Regions from separate parts of the Pan troglodytes genome. Here regions 1 and 2 are each linked to region 3. The links are chromatin contacts, called in public Hi-C maps. All regions are on one chromosome and are shown on one strand. Each heading gives the region's core, a stretch centred on a gene start, on an enhancer-like site or on the middle of the called end of the contact. The rest is flanking DNA. Distances are from core to core; before and after follow the strand shown. Region 1 overlaps SLC7A1 (solute carrier family 7 member 1). Region 2 has its middle 190 kb from the start of KATNAL1. Region 3 holds the start of UBL3 (ubiquitin like 3).

What was found. Hi-C and Micro-C count contacts between places; a contact is called where the count stands out from the background.
Region 1: a contact with region 3 is called in a Hi-C map of stem cell-derived neural progenitor cells, with 3 times the contacts expected there. The contact joins the enhancer-like site here to the promoter of UBL3 in region 3. A contact is called at or near these places in 1 of 7 Hi-C or Micro-C datasets (stem cell-derived neural progenitor cells) and 1 of 1 datasets of contacts at active chromatin or transcription factors (stem cell-derived excitatory neurons).
Region 2: a contact with region 3 is called in a Hi-C map of stem cell-derived neural progenitor cells, with 5 times the contacts expected there. The contact joins the enhancer-like site here to the promoter of UBL3 in region 3. A contact is called at or near these places in 2 of 7 Hi-C or Micro-C datasets (blood and stem cell-derived neural progenitor cells) and 1 of 1 datasets of contacts at active chromatin or transcription factors (stem cell-derived excitatory neurons).

What each region holds. Positions count from the first base shown.
Region 1 is chr14:28,691,693-28,694,392 of NHGRI_mPanTro3-v2.0_pri, forward strand. It overlaps SLC7A1 (solute carrier family 7 member 1), which reads right to left. Exons shown (of 13, transcript XM_009426802.4): 9 at 1-38. Among named protein-coding and RNA genes, the nearest start is that of SLC7A1, 75 kb to the right of the region's middle. Within about 2 kb of position 1,324, at least 3 of the 24 cell types and tissues checked have an H3K27ac peak or open chromatin away from gene starts, as enhancers often do. A contact at or near this core is called in stem cell-derived neural progenitor cells, where this site is marked.
Region 2 is chr14:29,284,373-29,287,072 of NHGRI_mPanTro3-v2.0_pri, forward strand. No RefSeq gene overlaps it. Among named protein-coding and RNA genes, the nearest start is that of KATNAL1, 190 kb to the right of the region's middle. Within about 2 kb of position 1,334, at least 16 of the 24 cell types and tissues checked have an H3K27ac peak or open chromatin away from gene starts, as enhancers often do. A contact at or near this core is called in stem cell-derived neural progenitor cells, where this site is marked.
Region 3 is chr14:29,020,682-29,023,381 of NHGRI_mPanTro3-v2.0_pri, forward strand. It overlaps UBL3 (ubiquitin like 3), which reads right to left and starts at 1,272. Exons shown (of 5, transcript XM_001139173.8): 1 at 63-1,272. The coding sequence starts at 89.

The DNA of each region.
Region 1 (2,700 bases), core at 74-2,573, 330 kb before region 3:
CACCAAGTCCTTCAGGTCAAACAGGAAGGCCATCACAGCTGGGAAGAGACAGACACCAGGATCTGTGGAGGGCCATCTGCATGCAATGACAACCAGGACCACCACTGCCGCCCACCATCCGGGGCAGCGAAGGGGGCTGCTTTTACTCCCACCCCCTCCCTGGCCTTCCCATGGAAAGACACAGCTTAAAGGGAAGTCAAGCTTCCCTTTAAGCTTGTGATTAAATCACAGACACAGTCCTCAACAGACAGTAATCATCATTAACATTTGTATAGAGAATCCCTTCATTCTTGTGATTTTAATGGCAACTTTGTAAGCCATCCCTACATTATAGATGTAAACATTCACAAAGGTTAGGAGACTCATCTAAGGTCACACAGTTCATAAGCATAGGGTGTAAGGATGTGAACTGGGTTCTTATGACTCTGAGTCCTGTGTGTCTTCCTCTAGACCATGCTGATTCACAGACTCATGTGCATCCATCCATCATCCATCCTATCGATCCCTCCATTCTCCATCAATCCATCTGTCCACCTATCTTCCATTCATCCACTCACCATCCATCCATCAATCCATCTCATCCATCTGCCCATCTCCCATCCATCTCATCCATCTATGTATCCATCCAATCCACCCATCCATCCATTCAGCATCTATCCATCTACCCATCTTCCACCCATCCAGCTCCGGTCAGAGTGTGCCCATCACTGGGTTCTAGGTACTCACTATTGAACAGGGCAGACCACAGTCCCCAGCCTTCCTGAGTGTACCCCACCAAGACACAGGCATTAGTGGACAACAGTGCTGGGTGATAAAGAAGGGCAAGTCTGGTGCTCTGGGAGGACTCACAGGACGTCCTAACCCAGGCAGGCGGGCAGGAAAGCAGAGTTCTTCACATGTGAAGTCACTTCACGTGGAAGAAATCTGAAGAGTTGTTCTCAAACAATATAGTATCAGCCCCTTCACTGTGTCCCTTGCCTTTAAAATGAATTAAAACCTGCACCCTTATTTGAACATCTTTTGTGAGCGTTGTGAGAGTATACGTGTCTATTCACGTGGGTGTGTATGTCAAGTACTCATTAAAAAACAACTTGGCTACATCTGCTTTGGGATATTTTCAAAACACATGCAATCAACACAAGCTAAAATATAAACACAAAGCCATTATTTTTCCACAAATATCTCTCAAGCCCCTCTAGATCACTGCAACTAAAACAAATTTAAATGGAGAATAAAACACAAAATTAAAGAGCAATGAGGGAGGGCCTTTTGGATAATCAGAACAGCGCCCAACTGTGCATGCCACAAATGCCGATGTTCCTACTCACGGGAAACTTGAGACTAATTTCTTCCATGTGAGGTGATTTTAGAAAACCAAATACTTATTTACCACTCCCACCAAATGAAAAGGGTAAATCCTGGATTTTGTGAATGGCATGTACTTTACAGTCACTTCAAAGAGCATGATTTGATCTCCCTCTATCAGCAGGGGAAGGAAATTAAGGCCAGTCTTTAATATGATCAAATTCCACGTAAAGCCTGAGAAAACAATGACTATTTCCAAATCCTTAATCCTGTAAATATACTGGTCACATTCTGATGTATAGTGCCTCTCAATCTGACCACTGTGGTCACTCTCAAGAGTATAGAATCACATAAGAAAATGTTTCATAATTTAAAAATAGGTGTGTTTTATCATACAATATTAATCCACAAAACTAAGCACAGTTTGCTAAAGGCATAAATGCTAATAAAACTTAGTGAATAATTCATTCATTTAAGAAGGTCAAGTGCCTTACCAATGGCTATTTGACAAGTCGCTGTGTTAGAAACTGTGACTGATCTCACATGCCCTAATTTGCCAAAAAGACCCACTGCTCTGCTCAGACTCTGGAAGGAGCTTGGCTACTTTGGCATAAAAACAACCCTGGAATCACAAGGCCGCTCCACTGCCCTGGGTGCACATCCTCGCTTCACCTCCCTGGGCCTCCACTTCTACATCTGTACAGTGGGCTGACGTCTGCCTTTTGGGGCTACAAAATGCAATTGCGAAAGGGGCGGGCGTCTACCTCTCGGGGCTATGAAATGCAATCGCGAAAGGAGGAGACACAGACCACAGGTACAGTGTGCACACGAGCTTCCTTTTAGGTTCTCCTTTCCTTCATCTGGGGCCCTGGAACACCTACACGGCTCAGATTAGTCCACTGATTTCATCTATCAAAATGGTCCTCTCGGCGATGACGCTCATCTGACAAGATGAAACTCCACTGGGTCTGCTATTACGTATAAACTTAGGGGCAAGTGGCTTCATCAGCAGCACCCTTGATACTCTCTGGGGAAGAGGCAGCACATTTCATAAAACACTGATCATAAGGGACACTTGTTTTCCAGAGAATTCAGAAATGGACGCCAAATTTCCAGGTACTGGCGAGGTCTCCCTTGGCCTGTGTCATGCAGGAAGGTGTCAGCCTGCCCTTGACTACTCAGGGAAACGTCCAGAAATGGGGAGAAAAGGTTTTCGAATACTGTGTGTTCTAAGCTCCGCCCATTGAGATGAAAACCAGAGTGCAAACTGTTCAAAAATTCTCTCCCATCCTCTGTCAAACGGGCCTCTGCCTTTTGTCAAAAGGTCAGTCAACTTTCAATGAACCAGGCTCCAAGTATAAAAACCAGGAGTTAAAAAGACCAGTTAAGATTACT
Region 2 (2,700 bases), core at 84-2,583, 260 kb after region 3:
TTTTGCTTGAGCCAAACCAAAGACTCATGACTCCTAAAAAACAATGAATAGACAGAGTACAGAGTGCTTGGGCATTTTTCTCAGGGCTCTCTGTTCTTAGGAAAGATGTTTATGTGCAAAAATAAAAACCTGACTGATTTACATACGGAATAGGAACACACATTTTTCAAGGTGTGGTATCTTACAAGTAACATTTATTTGGACCTCTCTTAGGGCTGAATTTTACCCCTCTCCCCACCCCCCCCCAAAAAATCCTGTTGCCGTCTAGTGCCTCAGAATGTAACTGTATTTGGAGATAAGAGCTTTACAGAGTTAATTAAGTTAAGATGAGGTCTTAGAGTAGGCCCTAATCCCATCTGACTGGTGTCCTCATACAAAGAGGAAATCTGGACATAGACAAGTGCATGCACAGAGGAAAACCCATGTGAGCACACAGCAAAAGGCAGCCAAGGAGGCCCTGGAGAAACACGCCCGGACTACATCTTTATCTCGGACGTCCAGCCTCCAGAACAGTGAGAACATCTATGTCTGTTGTCTAAGCCACCCAGTCTATGATATTATACTATGCCTAGCAAACTGATATACCCCCAAACTCCCCCACCCCCTAAACTGGGCAAATGTTAGGTGACTTTGATGCTGAGAGTGCCTGAAGCAAACTCTTTATCTGCTCTTTTTATACACAAGGACTCTTGAACCACTCTTGAACCCGGAAGTCTCTGGCAATGGCTTGGGGATCCCACTTTGCCTACTCCTCGCCCCCGTCAATAGGGGAGTTGTTATCTCTTAAACCACTCCGGGAACCTCTCCTCTCTGGGTGGAGGTTAAGGGGACTCAGTCGGGGAGTTAAGTGACAAGGGTGCCTCTGGCAGAGCCTAGGTGTGTAAGCTTTGGCAAATGACCAGGCCTCGCTGAGCCCTGATTTTGTCCTCTGTAAAATGAGAGTGATCGGATTCCTTGGAGCACGAAATGCCTTCAATGTGAGGCTTAGCACGGGTCTGGCTCATAGTAACTGCTCTCACGCTCCACTAGCCACTCCTTAGCAGGAACGTGGGCACGAGAATTCCCAAACTTCCTCGAGTCAGTGTTCAGAACCCCGCCCTCCCTTTATCTTCAAAGGAGAAGGGAGAGCAGTGGGTTACAAGGGTCAGCTTTTAAATACCCCTGCTCTCCCTTGACCACAGACCCTGGGGAGTTTCCCCAGCTAAAAACGAAGTTTAGAAAATTGCTTGCAATGACCCGTGATTTCAAGGGCCCCAGTGAATGACAGATCTATTGAGGATAGGGCCCCCTGGCTGGAAATTTAGAAACATTTTGTTTTTGTAAGAGGAAAAAAAGGGCAGAGAGGCACGAGGGCTGCAGGGGATGGCTCTGGAAGGACACTGCAGCGAGGCTGCCAGACTCCTTGGAACCGCAGCGCCGACGCAGCCATTTCCCAGGGAGATCAATCCTCTGGCAGGTCCATTTCCTCCGCCGCGCGGGCGGCTGCGGGAGGCGGCGGCGGCGGGGGTGGCGGGAGCCATTAGTGACTCTGTGACCCCGTTCACCGAGCGCGTCCCCGCCCAGGTGCTCGCTGCCCGGCGCCGCGCCGTCCACCCCCGGCCGGGGCAGGTCGCGGGGCCCAAGCTGGTTCAAGCCCCCGTCGCTCGTCGCCTGGCTCTGCGCCAGGCCCCGTGCCCCTGGCTGCAGGCCGGCACCCCGCGAGCCGCAGCGCCCAGGCAGGCGAGCGCCGCTGCAACCTGCAAGCCTGAGTCAGCTCGCGGCGCGTGAGGCGCGCGCACTGCGTCCCCGCGCAGCCGTCGCAGCCAGGTGCTGGCCCGGAGCGCTGCGTCCCCAGACAGAAACCACGGCTCCCCCTGGCGGACACCGGTTCCCCAGCGCTGGGCTTTCCCCTTCAGTAGTTTAGGGGTAGTTTTCAGCTAAAGAAAACAGTGGACGCATTTTCCCATCAGAGGGCTTGGTGGCAGGATTCCCACAGGCTTAAGGAATGAAAGAAAGGAGATGCGATAGAAAGGAAGAATGGTAAGTAAGGCCCGGAAAGTGCAGGCAGAGAATGTTATGCACCTGCATGTCGTGAACCCAATGGCAACGAAACACTTACTTGTCTGCGGGGCAAATATAGCCGCGTTGGCTCTTTCTCCTGGAACCACGGATACTTTGGCAAGGAATGAATGAGTTATAAATGCAACGTTTTCTTAAATATATTAAATACATAACACTGACCTTCACAAAGGCTTTTATCTGGAATAAGGAATGAATAAGTAGGGTAATGAATAAGAAAGTTAAATTAAAGCACCATAGAACACAGTTTGAGTAACTTTAAAAATGTTTATTTACTTAATTTAATGAAAACAAATGATAAGTAAAATGTCTTCATATGAACATCTGAAAAAGCTTATAACTCTAAATGGCAATCCTAATCCAGCTGCTATAGTCAGGCTGCTATAGCAAAATGCCCTAGACTGGTAGCTTATAAACAATAGAAACTGATTTCTCACAGTTCTTGGGGCTGGGAAGTCCCAGATCAAGGCGCCAGCTGATTCAGTGTCTGGGGAAAGCCTGCTCTCTGGTTCATAGATGGTGCCTCCTAGCTGTGTCCTTACCTGGGAGAAGGAGGAAGAGCGTTCCCTGGGATCTCTTCTATAAGGGCACTAATCCCGTTCATCAGGGTGACCTAATCACTTCCCAAAGGCCCTGCCTGCT
Region 3 (2,700 bases), core at 22-2,521:
TTCCGATTAAATAAGATTGGAAACCACAATTAAATCAGTGTCATAACTTATCCGTCACTTACCATATCCGCCGGGACATTACTGGACATCTTGCCGTTTGATATACACCCAGATGTTTACGAAAAAAAAACAAAGAAAAAAGAGCAGAAGTCTTCACGTTACAGAAATAAACCACGATTTTGACTGGTTCGTGATGTGCTTTCTCCCCCAAAAATAAAGTTATTTTGGAGCCAAAGTGCCGGTCAGGCCGAGGTTCTGGTTCGAAGAGGAACAATCCCCAGGAGCTGTGTGGCCGGAGCAGGAAGAAACTCCCGGGACAGCAGAGGCAGCCCCCGTCGTCGTCGTCGTCGTCAGCAGCAGCAGCAGCAGCCCCAGGACCGGCCGCGCCAGGTGGACCGAGCCGAGTGACACACGGACATGGAGAGGGGTGGGAGGGGGTTAAATGCGCCTTCCTCCTTTCCCAGCCCCGGCAATGATTCACACTTGCTCCCGAGTCAAGTCCTCATTAAGCAGGAGGAAAATGCCCCAGCGTGGATGTACACAGATAACTATGTAGCTACACATCGACGCGTGAGCCTTGAGTGGCGGCCGAGCGGTGGCCGGACGCTGGCCGCGGACCCTGCAGAGCCGCTCTCGGAGCGCCCGCGCGGACAGCGCGGGGAAACGGCTCAACTCGCGCCGCGGGGGCGAAGAGCCGGGCCGCGGAAACCCGCGCTCAAGGGCATTTAACTAGTTGGAAGCCAAAGCGAAAGACCGGAGCGGGGGACCGACAGCGCGGGGGTGCTCGGGGCCGGCCGGGACACTCCACAGCCCCTCTGGGCTCAGGCCGCGGGCGCCTCCGGACAGCAGCTGGGGTCGGGGTGCATCGTCTCCGGCTCCTCACCGCTCCTCTTCTGCCTCCGCCTTCCCCGCCGCCGCCTCCCCGGTCTCCGCCTTCCCTTCCCCTCCCCTCCCCGGCCTCGCGAGCTCCGGGCGACGCCGACTTCGGCTGGTCCCCGGAAGAGGCCGGGTCCTCCTTCTCCTCAGCCCGGGAATGGTTTCCTCTCAGAGCTTTGTTTCTCCTCCTCCTCCTTCACTTTTCAGTCCCACACGCCGCGGCCGCCTCCTGTCATCGCCTCTCAAACCAACATGGCGGCAGCGGCGGCGGCTGCCTGAGTGCGACTAAGGGAAACGGGGAGAGCCCGGACCCCCCCTCGCAGCAGCCGCCGCCCCCGTCCTCGTCCTCCCTCCGCGGACACCAAGTGCGTCACCACGGAGACCATTCCCTCGAGCATCACGGGAAGTGTAGTCTTCGAGGGTTGGTGGGGGGAGGGAGCCGCCGAACGCCTCCTCACCCAGCTCCGAAGCCACGCCCCCCATAGCAACAGTTGCGAGGAAAGGAAAGCTCCCTTTCCCTTGATTTGGACAAGCTGCTGCCCAGGAGTTAAGTGATACCTGCTACCAGGAGTGCTGTGATCATGAGAATTGTTGGGAGAAAATAATTCTGCATAGAGAAATTCCCTTATGCACGATATGCACACAGAGCTAAAATATGCTGTACCTCCAAGCAGAATCATTCATTTTAATTACAGCACATTCTCCACATCCTGCAATCTCAATGCATTTTGTAGAGTGATTTCATCTAGGTCTCCTCAACATTACATTTTGAAGAACAAAAGCAATCATTGATTTCCAATAAGGTCACATAAGTTCAACAGGAACAAGGATCTCATTAAGCAGTGAGAATATTTGAACATGTGTTTCCTTGAAGACCCAGGGCAATAAAGCTACAATCTACTTAACTGAAATTACCAAAACTGTATTACATACAACAGTGTTATTATATCAAATCTGTATCAGGAAATAGCTACTACAAACTTCATGGGGATTCACCAGTTTACCCATCTGGACCCTAAATTCTATTCTATGTAACTCATAATGTAATTGAAAACCTATATGCCTTGCAGTGATTAGCAAATAGGAGAAAATAATGCCATTGTTGAGACACCATTCAGATGGACATTTGTGATTCTGCATTTTGTTCCTAAATCTGAGGTCAACATCTGAATCCCTATTCATATCTCTCTTAGTCCTTTGACAGAGTACTTTAGAATGGGCAGTCTCAATATGATGCCTATATATAAATGCCAACGAATTTAGAGTCTGAAAGCCACCTCTCCAACCTACAGCTGTGTGACCTCATCTGTAAAATGGTCTTGCCTACCTTCCGGGGTAAAGTAGGGGTAGTTATGAGGATGAGTTCATGCATGGGAAATAAATCACTTTGTAAATAATAATGCATCATTTGATATGAAATGTCACTACTCATTCTCTCATTCAGCAAACAAATGTGCCAGGCACTCTGCTAGGCACTAGGAGTTTAAAAATGAGTCACTGTAGCGAACAGCAGCATCATGTGGCAGAAATGCCAAGGTCTTGGGTTGGCAATGGGGGTTATTACATCCTTGTCTATAGGGCTGTTGAAAAGGGGCAGAATCCAGTCACTGTCCTCAGGGAGCTCATTGTCTAGAAGCCTACGTGATTCCCCACAGCAATCTCTCCAGTTGGGTTTCTCATCAGATGGAAACCCACAGGACATTTAGAGTACCTGCCTCTTGAGTAGCCTGGGTGGAGAAATTCCAAACACTCCTGAGGGCCTATATCACCCTGAGGAAGATAGATCAAATTCTCCAAAAAACCAAAGGCCAGAAGAGAAGAGAG